Linked DNA regions of Oryctolagus cuniculus: region 2 is linked to region 1. Evidence: chromatin contacts called from public Hi-C data. All regions are on one chromosome and are shown on one strand. Each heading gives the region's core, a stretch centred on a gene start, on an enhancer-like site or on the middle of the called end of the contact. The rest is flanking DNA. Distances are from core to core; before and after follow the strand shown.

What was found. Hi-C and Micro-C count contacts between places; a contact is called where the count stands out from the background.
Region 2: a Hi-C map of an unstated tissue shows a contact between it and region 1, with 1.9 times the contacts expected there. The contact joins the enhancer-like site here to the promoter of GLCE in region 1. A contact is called at or near these places in 2 of 6 Hi-C or Micro-C datasets (skin fibroblasts and an unstated tissue).

The regions. Positions count from the first base shown.
Region 1 is chr12:91,870,938-91,873,637 of mOryCun1.1, reverse strand. GLCE (glucuronic acid epimerase) reads right to left here and starts at 1,282. Exons shown (of 5, transcript XR_011380949.1): 1 at 1,151-1,282. LOC127488257 (translation initiation factor IF-2) reads left to right here. Exons shown (of 3, transcript XM_070054854.1): 2 at 429-1,569; 3 at 1,807-2,509. The coding sequence ends at 1,537.
Region 2 is chr12:91,963,181-91,965,880 of mOryCun1.1, reverse strand. The region is part of intron 3 of GLCE (glucuronic acid epimerase); the gene reads right to left. Among named protein-coding and RNA genes, the nearest start is that of PAQR5, 34 kb to the left of the region's middle. Within about 2 kb of position 1,385, at least 1 of the 8 cell types and tissues checked has an H3K27ac peak or open chromatin away from gene starts, as enhancers often do.

The DNA of each region.
Region 1 (2,700 bases), core at 33-2,532:
CAGACAAGAAGACTTCACGGCAGGGCTCACAATGCGGTATCGGCAAAGCAGACCACCCAGGAAGCGAAGTCAGAACCACGCACTGTCCCCACCCCCAGCTGCAGAGGAGCTGGACCCACGCGCACCCCGCGGACACCGCCTCCCTAAACAACCTACAGACCCAGGTGCCCACCTCTGGCGCCGCCACCCTCCAGTCCCCGGCGCTCCAGCGAGCCCAGCGAGCCCAGCGCGCCCCCACAGGGATCCCGGGGCAGAGAAAACTGCAGAACAAACCCACTGTTCCTCCAACTAGGCAACAACACGGATAGACCCTCCAAGCGAGCACTAAAGGAAGCCCTTCCAGACAGAACGAGACCGGCCCAAGCCGTTCCAGGATGCCCTGATGCGAGCGCCCCTTCCCGCCCCAGCCCGCCCAGCGCCCCGCTGAGCCGTCACCCACCTCCAGTGGCCGCCCGGGAGCCCGCTAACTCGCCCCGCCAAACACGGGAGACCGGGCCGAGTTACGCCCCCCTCTGGGCAGAGCAGACACCCGGGAAAGACCCCCAGCACCAGCAGCCCACCTAGGCGGCCCCTGCCCGCGCAGACCCCGCACCTCGCACTCTCACCCCTGGTCTGTCCCCGGAACCCGGATACACCGCTTCCTCAGCCCAGGAATGCGAAACGGACGCCCACCCCGGCTCAAAGGACGCCAGGGACCCCTCTGATCTGTCCCCCACCCCACCCCCAGGGACACGGGACCTTGCTAAACTGCCTCTTCTGCCCCCCACCTCAAACAGCCCGGGACCCCGAAAAATGGACCCCTTGTTCCGGAATCCGGCTACACCAGCACAAGGAACCTCAAAACCCCATCAATCTTCCTCGACTCCGAAGACCCGGGACCCTCTTTGCCGCCACCCACCCACCCACACTCGATGCCGGAAGAACCTCAAGAGCCCCAGTAAACCGCCCTGGTGGCCGCTACACTGCCCTTCGGCGCCAGCACCCGGCTCCCACCGCACCGCCTCCTCGCCCCCCGCACTCCCGAGCTCCGCCAAGCTTCGCGCCCACCAGACAGCGCCGCGCAGTCCCCGGAGCCGCCCCCGTCCGGAGCCCGCCTGGCTGGCTGCTCCCCGACCGCTTCTCCGCAGAGACGCGCCGCGGGTTTCCTCACCTGGGCAGCGTCGGAGGGCGAGCGGACCGGGGAGCCCTGAGGCAGAGAAGCGGCGGCCCAGGCCTGCGGCGCCGCAGCTCCAACCCCTTCGCGAGGAAGCGCCTGTGTGAGGAGAACCCTACCGCTCCGCGCGCGCAGCCGGCAGCCCGAGCCACCGCCGTGCCCGCCGCTCTTCCCGCGAGATCCCAGCCACGGCGAGGGGGCGGGGCCGCGCGAGGGGCGGCCGCGGCGGCTGCGGGAGTGACGGCCCTGGCGGCCTGTTGGCGGCGGCGCGGGGGGCGGGACTCGAGGCCGACTGTAACCAATCGCAAAAGAGGAAAGGTGATTCGTTCCGCCCCTTCCCCGCCCTCCATCAATAAACTACGGGCAAAGGTAGAAGTGACCTGAAGTAGTGGAAGGCCGTGGGCGAGCGCCGCAAGGTAGCTTGGATGACGTGGCTTGGCTCGCGCCGGCTCCTGCTCGGCCGCCGTAGGGACACCTGGGTTCGGGGAGAAGCCGGGGGCCTCACCTTTGCGGACTGAGGCGCTGTTGCCCCTGGTTACAGCGCGTCCTGCGGGGCCCGGGGGCTCCTCCCAGCGTCGGTGTCGGAGAAGCCGGGGTTCAGCGCAGCCCCTCCCTCTCCCTCATCTCGGCCTCTCTCTCTCCACCTCAAACAGGGCGCCATTGTTAAGAAGCCCATGTTTTCCCAACCCCAGCCCAGGACATCTGGTCTGACAAAGGACTCTCTTCTGATGCGTGCGTGTATTTCTCATACCGAAAAGCCGTCCGGCTCCAGTCAAAAGTAAATGTCGCTGGAGTCCACGGCATAGCAAATTCCCGGATCCCATGCAAAGTCCCATCTTGGTAGGACCCAGTGCTCAGGAGCGTTTGGCGCGCGCAGGGCACGGAATAAAGGCGAAAGGAATGAATGAAGACTGTGATATTTAAATAGACAGAATCTGGACTTGCCCCAGAAAGTCTGGCTTTCCCGCCCTCTCTGTAATGACAGCAGTCTATTATTATGCCTCTCCTGCAGCCCTCACCCACCTCCTTACTCCCTGTTCATGGCAAAAAGCCCCCTTTCTCCTCGCCAAGGTTAACCCTTGCACCTGTGCACTGGATGGCGGCCATGCCCAGACTTTGTTTCATCAGCTTTCTCTGGCCGGCTCTAACTCTTCTGTCTCACAAACACAACCTACCCCACCCTCTGAACAGAGCAAAACCAGCCTGCCTCTGAGACCCCCCCAAAACATACTCCCCGAGAAACAGAGTATTTGTCGTCTCCGCTTGCTCGTCTTGTTTTTCCACCAATCTGCCCTCTCGCTGCTAACAAAAGAGTTCTTTCCCAATGGAAGGGTGGTCTGTGTGGGGGGCACTTTCCCCAAGGACCAGTCTGCAGCCTATCGGCAATGCTGACCATCCCACCCCCACCCCACCTAAGGACATCTGGATTCTCTAGCTACTCTTCAGACTTTTTTTCAGCCTGCTTTCCTGGTTTGATAAGTGTTGCATATTGATGTCTCCTTATCTTGTAGCCACACCTTGTGCTTAATAAGAAAAATGGCCACACA
Region 2 (2,700 bases), core at 136-2,635, 92 kb before region 1:
GGAGACAAGACGGCTGCGCAGGGTAATCGTAAAGGGGGAAAAGGAAGACAAGGGCTTGGAACGCAGTAGGAAGTGAAAGCAGTTAATAGCACTGATGATCACATACTAATCAAACAGTAAGAGCTATTTTATCTGACAAAAGTAATAGGAAATTTCTACTGCATACAATAATTACTAATTACAAGAAAGATGATTTTCTGAATATTGTTCATCGTCTACCAAGAAAAGAAACCGAACATATTAATAAGAAGGCATAATTTTTATACAACACTTTCTAACTCAAATCCTATGTACCATCTCATGATAATCTTCTGAGGTTCACGGGGCAGAAACTATTATGCCCTTTTTTAGAGATGAAGGAACACAAGCTTTGCAAGGTTAAATGGTTTGCCCAAGGCCAAAAGCTAATTATTGCTAAGCGAGAACCAGAATTCAGGTTTCCTGGATCACAATTCAAAGACTGACAAAGACAGACGATCCTGGAAATGACATCCTCGTGAGAATCATCAGTGGCACAGGCACAGAACTCAATCTGCTATGGAGAACTTAAGGAAATCTGTGTGTCGCCAGAAGCCAAGATGAGAAATGTGAACTTGCGATGGCTACAGGATGTGACCAGCCTGGAGAGCAACAGCTTGTTGAGTTCATCATTTAACTTCTGCTACACAGGACTCCACCAGTATAGGCAGATTTGGCACAAGGTTCTTAATCAATTCATTTGATGGACCAGACAATTATGGAAGTTGTATCAAGAATGAGAACATCAACTAATGCTTTGAGTGACTTTTAAAAAATGAGTATCAGAAGTAAACTTCTGATACAGCAAAAATCCATTTTATCTGGCAAAATGTCAGCATGCCCTTCCTCTGAACTAGCATTTTCTGCATCTGTAGCGCAATGAATCTGCAGCTCAGTGCCACGTCCCCGAGACACTGAAGGACTCTGAGCTGGCACACGAATCACTCAAGATGAAGTCACAGTGCGCAAAGCAGACTGCCCTGGTGTTACTTATTTCCCCATTCTAGGGCGATGTCTCATTCATCGGACAACTGTATTAACTATGACATTTATTCGGGCCAAACTAGATAACAATGACCCATCTTCAGAAGTCCAACTGGGAGAAGGCTGAAGGCACACCTATTTCCTCCCATAATTCCATTCTAATTTTTACTTTCTACAAATTTAATGAATGATATGGTTCAATCAATCACTTTTGTCTTAATACAATAGATCAGCACCAATAACTCAAAAATAAATGATGTTATAGGATGTAACCTTTAAAAAAAAATCCACTGGTGGTTTTCGTAAAACATTCACACCAGCAGAGGGGGTTACCGAGTCAGAGAAGTGATAGCCAGCTACCAATCCTAATCCTCCCAGCAGTCTTATGAGACAGGTCTTCTAATTTCACAGACAGGCGGAAGAGGCCACCCTGCCTGCTTACACCTTTCAGGAAGATCTGAACGAGAGCAAGTTACCCATGTTCTGAGCTCCACTGCAAGCAGTGAGCTGCCTGAGCATTCGGCTTCCAACTGACTAGTAGAAAGTTGCAACTTTTCTGCTGTTTAAATCCAAGACCACTACTCTCTCTGCGCAATTAATCCAAGGAGTCACCACAACTGCTTGTTTTTGGTATCTGTGGTACATGTCCATGTGCTGTAGGCAACAAAGCATGATAAATATTTTAGGTCAGTATTGACACTGGTCTTGACAATGATTTTTTGGATAGGATACCAAAAAGCACAGGCAACAAAAGCAAAGAATAACAAAGGTGGGGAGAGGTGACACCACACTAAAAAGCGTCTGCACCACTAATGAAACAATCAACAAAATGAAAAGGCAACCTACAGAACATGAGAAAATATTTGCAAACCATGTATCTGATAAGGAGTTAATACCCAAAATATATCAAGAATTCATAATAGCAAAAAAAAAATCAAATAATAAAATTAAAAAATGGACAAAGGCTCTCAATAGATTTTTCTACATGGCACCACTGGTCAAAAGATATACAGATGGCTGGCGCTGTGGCACGGCGGGTTAATGCCCTGGCATCCCATATGGGTGCTGGTTCTAGTCCCTGCTACTCTTCTTCTGATCCAGCTCTCTGCTATGGCCTGGGATAGCAGAAGGTTGCCCAAGTCCTTGGGCACCTGCACCCATGTGGGAAACCCAGAAGAAGCTCCTGGCTCCTGGCTTCAGATTGGCGCAGCTCTGGCCGTTGCAGCCATCTGGGGGAGTGAACCAGCAGATGGAAGACCTCTCTCTCTGTCTCTACCTCTCTCTGTAACTCTGTCTTTCAAATAAATAAAATAATTTTTTTTTAAAGCTACACAGAAAGGTGCTCAGGACCACTCATCATCAAGGAGATGCAAATGAAAGCCATGTGGTCTATCACCTCATCCCTGTTGGAACACTGAATGGGTCACCATCACTCTGGCACAGAGGGTTAAGCCGCTCCCTGCAACATTGACATCTCCACTTCTGATCCAGTATCCCTAATGCACCTGGGAAAGCAGCAAAAGGTGGCTCAAGTCCTTGGGCCTCTACACCCATGTGGGAAGCCTGGATGGAATTCCAGGCTCCTGGCTTTGACTGTCATGGCTATTTGGGGAGTGAACCAGAGGACTGAGGATCTCTCTCTCTAAGTCTGCCTTTCAAATAAATAATGTTGACAAGAACATGGAGAAAAGGGAACCC